2 separate regions of the Danio rerio genome follow, and region 1 is linked to region 2. Evidence: chromatin contacts called from public HiChIP or PLAC-seq data. All regions are on one chromosome and are shown on one strand. The core of a region is the stretch at or near the end of the contact, and the rest is flanking DNA. Distances in the headings are between cores, read along the strand shown. Region 1 holds the start of ccnd3 (cyclin D3). Region 2 holds the start of celsr2 (cadherin, EGF LAG seven-pass G-type receptor 2).

Region 1 (3,544 bases), core at 646-3,145, 140 kb after region 2:
AGCCTACCTGAGTATTGCTGCTGACCATGTCCATCCCTTTATGAGCACAGTGTCTCCATCTTCTGATGGCTACTTCCAGCAGGATAACGCAGCATGTCATAAAGCTCAATCATCTCAGACTGGTGAACATGACGATGAGTTTACTGCACTCAAATGGCCTCCACAGTCACCAGAGCTCAATCCAATAGAGCAGCTTTGGGATGTGGTGGAACGGGAGATTGGCATCATGGATGTGCAGCCGACACATCTGCAGCAACTGTGTGATGCTATCATGACAATATGGAGCAAAACCTCTGAGGAATATCTCCAGCAGCTTGTTGAATCTACGACACCAAGGATTAAAGCAGATCTGAAGGCAAAACCCCCTTACTAGTAAGGTGTACCTAATAAAGTGGCCGGTGATTGTATACTACATCTCTAAATATAGATAAACCTTTTCTCAAATATACACATGCATGTGTGTATCTATATATACATAATAAATACACACAGTATACATTAAGTCAAATCTAATTTTTATCTTAGATATGAATCATCACGATAAATCTTTGCCCAACGCTAACTTTTCACAAATGTTTTCTGCCATATTCCAGTTTTGCGCAGTTTGTTGATAGATTCTGGCGATTGCGTGAGAGGGGTCTGGATGCAGACCTGGTGCAGATGCAATCTGAGCTGCAGCCAATGCTTTTTAAATCGCTTACCTAACCCCACCCTCACAGTGACGTCACTAGCTCCATTGAGTGCATTGTGTCTGACATTGCATCTCTGAGTAATGCAATCTCAGCTTGAGTCATAAAGGCTGCATCCAGATACTGTTGGATTGCATCACCCACTAATGTCAATAAAGTGACCGGACTACATTTACCGAGATCTGTTTGAGCAGGCTGTGTATTAAAGCAAAATAATATTGTCAGTAATGTTCAGTTTCTTATTCGGAGCGATCGATTCACTTCACAAGAGCTCAGTCGTCAGGAGTCACGGCTATCGATTAGTGCTGCGTCCCAATTCCCATACCATCCTTTCTAAACAGCATTCAAAGATAGCATTAGTAGGATAGCATTACTACTATTTCCAAAGTGTGAAACGTAGAAGCTTCTGTACTCAAACCACTAGTTTTACCCATAATATATTGTACATTAGACGTGCATTTGATTAGAACTACAAATGTAAAAGTGTAAACAAACTACAAAGATGGCGGACGCACAAGATCAACCGTCAACTCGTCAAGTGATGACGATGAAGTGATTGATTAATTATGACTAATAATTAGTATTTAGCCAACTGGAACATATTTAAATCATGTTGTCTGTGTTATATTTCATCTACAGCAACAACGTGAACTTCTATAGAGACATGTTTAACACGTCTCATAACAGCAACATAACGGTCCATTAATGAGGAAGTAGTTTGTCTCAAAGTTTGCAAACTCTTCTGTTACGCACTTAAATGATTTATATTCTTCACAAAACAGTATACTTCTAATTTTTTGGGTGAACTGTCCCTTTAAACGCTGTTCTCACCTGCAGCATCCAGCCGGTGAGGATCTTGCGCATGCGCAGCAGCTCTTCGCTCTCGGCGCCGGCTATGTGTTTTCCGCTGATGTTCGGCTTCTCCAGGCTCAGCAGGTTCTGTAGGACTCGGGTGTCCCGGGTTAGAACCGCGTCTCTGAAGGCCCGAATCGGCGCGCTCTTCACCGGGGAACTCGAGTTCAGATCGGCGCGCTCGTGACAGAACAACTCCATCACCAAATACTCCACAGTCAGTCACAAGTGCGACGCGAGGTTGTGTTCAATTAGCGCTCAACACACTTACACTCTGTTACACCACGTTAACCGGAATTCATACGTGGATTTGCATGTTTTATTGGTAATTCAGCGACGCATCGTCGCGAGCAGAAGCGAGCCTCGTGCCCGCGCTCACGAGAGTCCGAACGAACCATGTGACGTCACTTCGCGCCTTAATTAAAATTAATTTACGTAATTTATTTTGTTACTACATCTGTCTTTTCTTATTAATTCTGAACTGTTTGTCCTCATAATTAATAAAAATTAATAAAACTCATTTCTGATAAAATTAAGTTAGTTTAACAAAAAATAATAAAAAAAGACAAAACTACAAAGAGGTCCTAGATAAAAAACAATCCTCGTGGAAAAGTTTAGTTTGTTGGGTGAGATGGTCAAATAAATAAAATTATCACGTTCACTTCAGGATTATTACAAATGAGAAAAATACACTTGTACAGATGTGTTTTTACCAATAATGAATTCCTCCAGTTGTTGTTAATTGCAAGACAACACTACTGGGGCACGGCCCCCTCAAACACACCCATATCGTTTTATTTAATTTTATTTAATAATACAAAAAATATTTGATAATTATGAATAAACGTATCTATTAAATACATGTTATTATTATAATACAATTATTATTCAAAATTATTAAAAGAAATCAATCATTAATAGCTGGAAAAAATGGTAAAGACAAAACTGGAGAGATATGCTAAGATCATTTAAAAAATATTTGTATGAATATTAATTTTAGTAGAATGAAATACTATACAATACAAAAAATACGTTTTACAGAATTATGTTGTCTCTCGACACATCAGGTTTAGTAAGTTTCATCATCCCTCCTTTCTGCTTCATGTGAAAAAAATATCTATCAAGAGCCATGCTGTTAAAATAGGATCATCGTCATCAGATTACCATTTAAACTTTAGTTTTGTCGACTTGCAAAACTCACAGCGTGCCGACAACTCTGCATTGACGGCTGTGATGCCGGTTTCACAACGCATGAGCGGCGAATACTTTCAGCATACATGTCAACATCCGGGACTCGCAGAGCAAGGAGATGTGTGTGGAGCACGCAAGTAGGGTTTTCAGCACGCATGCATCAGTTCGCTTTTTGATTAAACGACATTACTTTCACCAGTGTTAGTTCGATTGCACATAGAGAATAACGTCTCTATTCCGGGTTTACCACTCTTGATAAATACACCTGCATATAAAGTAAATCGTATCATTTACTGGGGCACTTGTGAATGGGGTCTGGCGACGTCCCTGCTTTAACCTCTTTAAAAATAATATAATGTTGTCACATAATTTTTAAACACAGTAGTGTTTGCGTTTTTAAAGGGTCACGAAACACCAGAGCACATGTTTTGAGCTGTTGACAGTCGTATATGTGTCCCACACTACCATAAACACTATTAGGACACCTATATCTCACTAAAAAGTGTAAATTGGTTGTTTTTGCGTTATTTCAGGCAAATTGGTACTTCCGGTTTGAAACGAATTTTTGAAGCTGCGTCACGGTCATGAGATAATAGCGTGTATTCCAGCGTGCAGACTGGACGCCTGTGCCAGAGTGTGTCTTATTACGTCTTACAGTGTGATGCATTAATGCATGAGTAAGGCTTGGTTCAAACCAATCAGCGCGCTCTATTGTGCAACTTCATTAATATTCATTACCGTCACAGTGTTTAGACGACAGAGACGCTACGTTGTGTTGGCAAAACAAGCGTGAAGTGTTGCTTTTATAGTTT
Region 2 (3,762 bases), core at 521-3,020:
TCTCTATCGCCTTAATGGAATATCCTCATGGAACACATTTATTAGGGATTAGTGGAAGAAGAAACTTACCTTATTCAGTCTTCCACATCTTAAAATAGATTAAACCTAATCATTTCTTTAGTTAATGTTTAGACTACATGTCTGAGGCTTGTTAACGCTTATTTAAAAGTTCATAAGTTCACTTTAATGTCTGAAATTTGATCTACTCGTTATTTCAGTTGGATTTTCAGTGACGGTTTGCTTCAAAAAAGAGCGGGAATTCTTCTGAGGCGTTGCTAGGCAGGTTAGATTGTTTTTATAAAAGGTACGTAAAGTAAAACACTTTGGGTATACATCACGAAATCCATCGGTAATTTATTGTCAAATAAAACGTAAGAGGTTCAGAAGAAATACGGAGATACCCCTAGTCCGTGTTTTCGGTATACCTCCAGTAGAACAGCGGCCTCCAGCGGCGGTCTGAAGCTGCTCAGTTTTCCAGAGCAGGTGCAGCAACTGATGGAGAAGCCTCAGGGCGAGCCTTTTCATACTAAACGCGCTGTGGTGAAATATTATACCCCACAGAAAACCACTCATTATTCATAACTAAAACGAGCTTTCTGTGAGCTAATGCTGGCGGGCATGCGCTGACGCGACCGAGACAGCAGAAGGCGCCAAAATAACATCAAACAACTCAAGTACATACATTGGTGTAAGCTATAGTGGGCTTAAAAAAAGATAACCATATAACTCAGATAAAATATGCAAAAGTTTTTCAGCACTATTGCAAAGCGAGTAAACTCAATTATTAAATGTGTAGAAAGCTTCATTCAAAACTACAGCGAGCCTTCTGAGGGGAGGCGGACATGCGCAGACACGCTCCAGACAGCAGAAGGCGCCAAAAGAAAACAGTTGGGAGTTTTGAAATCATTTACACATGACTGAAACTGCTGTCATAATTAGCATATCACACACACACACACACACACAAAACACACACACAAAACTCACACGCACAACACAGAACTGAAGCCCAAAACAAAAATTTTGCTCGAGTTTATTAAGGGTCATTTTAGTGTCAACGTGAGTGAAAATAAGGAAATCAACAAATATTTGTTTGGCAACTGCCCACATCAAGGTAAGTTTTATTATAGATTAAATCGCTTTATAATAACGTTATTTTCTACAATTTAATGTCATATTTTAACATTTTATCCCAGTGTGATTTTGAGATTTGATCTTTTGCACCTTTAACAGGGTGAATGAGCAGAGATTACAGTCAATCTATCAGTGAAATAAAACAAGCCACTGTTTATCTGACAGCCCGCTGAATATTCAGGGTTTCCGTTTACTCCGACATTCACTGATCACTTATAAATCAGCAACTTCAGGGCTGCTTCACAGAAAGGCAGATGTGTGTGTGTGTGTGTGTGTGTGTGTGTGTGTGTGTGTGTGTGTGTGTGTGTGTGTGTGTGTGTGTGTAAGAGAGAGACAGATAGAGTGTGTGTTTGTGTGGGGCAGTTGCCCTTTTAAGATCTGCCCCCAACTGCATCCACAGGACACCCCCCACCAGCACCCCCCCCCCCCCTCCTTTTTTTCTGTGTGTGTGAATCAGGTTTATGTTAATGATCCCCCTCCCCGGACTCGCTGTTTCTTTGGAGGTGTGTGTGAGTGAGTGAGTGAGTGTGTGTGCGCGTGACCGCAGTGCGTGGATCAGCATGGAGACTCCGCACGCCAAGTTTGAGGGGAAAAACTGGATTTAATTCATTCTCCGCGGAGCAGCAGCGAGGAGCGATGAAGGGGGATTTGTTGCTCTTTGTTTTCGGGTGTTTTGAGCTCGCGGGGCTCGTGGACTGTTTCTCCGTGCATGTGAGTGAGGATGCGGGACCGGGCACCGCGATCGCCGAGCTGCAGCGGGGCTCCTGCGCGCTGGACCAGCTCCTCCTGCCGCGCTTCGCGGAGACTTTCCTGCGCCCGGACGCGGGTGTGCTGACTCTCTCGAACGCTCCGAACTGCGATTCGGTTCTTTCGAACCCGTTCAGCGTGTACGCGGTCGTGGACTGTAAGGACGCGTCGGGTTTCAGACACCTTGTAACCAGCCGGTATGATGTGCACGTTCATGGAAAGAACTGCGCGAGCACGCGCAAACGGGAAAACAAGTTGGATGTGGAAATTATTAGTTTGACTGAGTCTTCAGAGTGCCGCGAGGCGCACAGCGCAGTTTTCCGGGTGTTTGATGTGTTACCGGGGAACCCGGCGCGCTGCAATGTAACCAGGACTTCAGCGTTTTACATGTCCGACGGATCTCTGTTTACTTCCGCTCGGCTCTGTTTCACCCGCGACTCTTTGCTGGAGTTTCAGATGCGCTGCGGGGGGCGCGCGGGCGCTGCGCATGCGCACTGGCGTGTGGGCCGCGGCCCGTTCACACAAACTCACCTGAGCAAGGTACTCAGACTGGCCGCGCGCTCAAACTCTGGGCTGCTGAGCAGGAGGAGGAGGAATGTCAACAATAACCCTCAGTTTCACCCGCCGATGTATCAGGTGTCTGTTCCAGAGAATCAGCCAGCTGGGACTTTTGTTGTTGTTTTAAAAGCAGTTGACCCGGATGAGGGTGAAGCCGGTAGGCTGGAATATGTCTTAGAGGCCCTGTTTGATAGTCGGTCCAACAATCTCTTTGCTGTTGACCCAGCGAGTGGAGTCGTGTCCACTGTGGAGATATTAGACAGAGAAACAAAAGACACACACGTGTTCAGGGTCACGGCAGTGGATCATGGAACACCGCGGCGTACGGCTATGGCCACCCTCACCGTAACAGTCAGCGACACAAATGATCACGACCCTGCCTTTGAGCAACAGGACTATAAAGAGAGCGTACGAGAAAACCTGGAGATCGGTTACGAGGTCCTGACTGTACGTGCAACAGATGGCGATGCTCCCATCAACGGAAACATCCTTTATCACTTGCTGAACAGCAACGGGACCAATGACGTGTTTGAGATTGATTCCCGCTCTGGGGTTATACGCACACGAGGCCTGGTGGACCGTGAAACGGTCGACTCCTACATGCTGATGGTTGAAGCGAACGATCAGGGACGAGATCCAGGCCCTCGCAGCGCTACAGCAACGGTCCACATCGTCGTGGAGGACGACAATGACAATGCGCCACAGTTCAGTGAAAAACGCTACATCGTTCAGGTTCCCGAAGACCTGACACCTAACACCGAGATCCTTCAGGTTACAGCGACTGACCAGGACCGCGGAAATAACGCCGTGGTTCATTTCAGCATCATGAGCGGGAACACGAGGGGTCAGTTCTACATCGACGCTCAGACAGGTAAGCTGGACCTGGTGAGCCAGCTGGACTATGAGATGAATAAAGAGTATACACTTCGCATTCGTGCACAAGATGGCGGGCGGCCTCCGCTCTCCAACATCAGCGGCCTCGTCACAGTGCAGGTGCTGGACATTAACGATAATGCACCGATATTTGTCAGCACTCCGTTCCAGGCGACAGTGTTGGAGAACGTTCCTGTGGGATATTCTGTCATCCACATTCAGGCCGTAGACGCTGACGCTGGAGATAATTCACGCTTGGAATATCGCCTCACAGAGACCACGGCCAACTTCCCGTTTACCATCAACAACAGCACCGGCTGGATCGTCGTAGCTGCAGAACTGGACAGGGAAACTGTGGACTTTTATAACTTCGGAGTGGAAGCGCGAGATCACGGAGCGCCAGCCATGTCTTCATCTGCTAGCATTAGCATGACCATTCTAGACGTCAAT

What was found. HiChIP or PLAC-seq counts read pairs in DNA pulled down with a chosen protein or histone mark.
Region 1: a contact with region 2 is called in an H3K4me3 HiChIP or PLAC-seq map of gastrula embryo, with 2.8 times the contacts expected there. The contact joins the promoter of ccnd3 here to the promoter of celsr2 in region 2. A contact is called at or near these places in 2 of 18 Hi-C or Micro-C datasets (caudal fin and hematopoietic stem cells) and 1 of 4 datasets of contacts at active chromatin or transcription factors (gastrula embryo).

The regions. Positions count from the first base shown.
Region 1 is chr22:562,836-566,379 of GRCz12tu, forward strand. It overlaps ccnd3 (cyclin D3), which reads right to left and starts at 1,896. Exons shown (of 5, transcript NM_001006017.1): 1 at 1,521-1,896. The coding sequence starts at 1,742.
Region 2 is chr22:425,231-428,992 of GRCz12tu, forward strand. celsr2 (cadherin, EGF LAG seven-pass G-type receptor 2) reads left to right here and starts at 1,771. Exons shown (of 32, transcript NM_001080577.1): 1 at 1,771-3,762. The coding sequence starts at 1,771.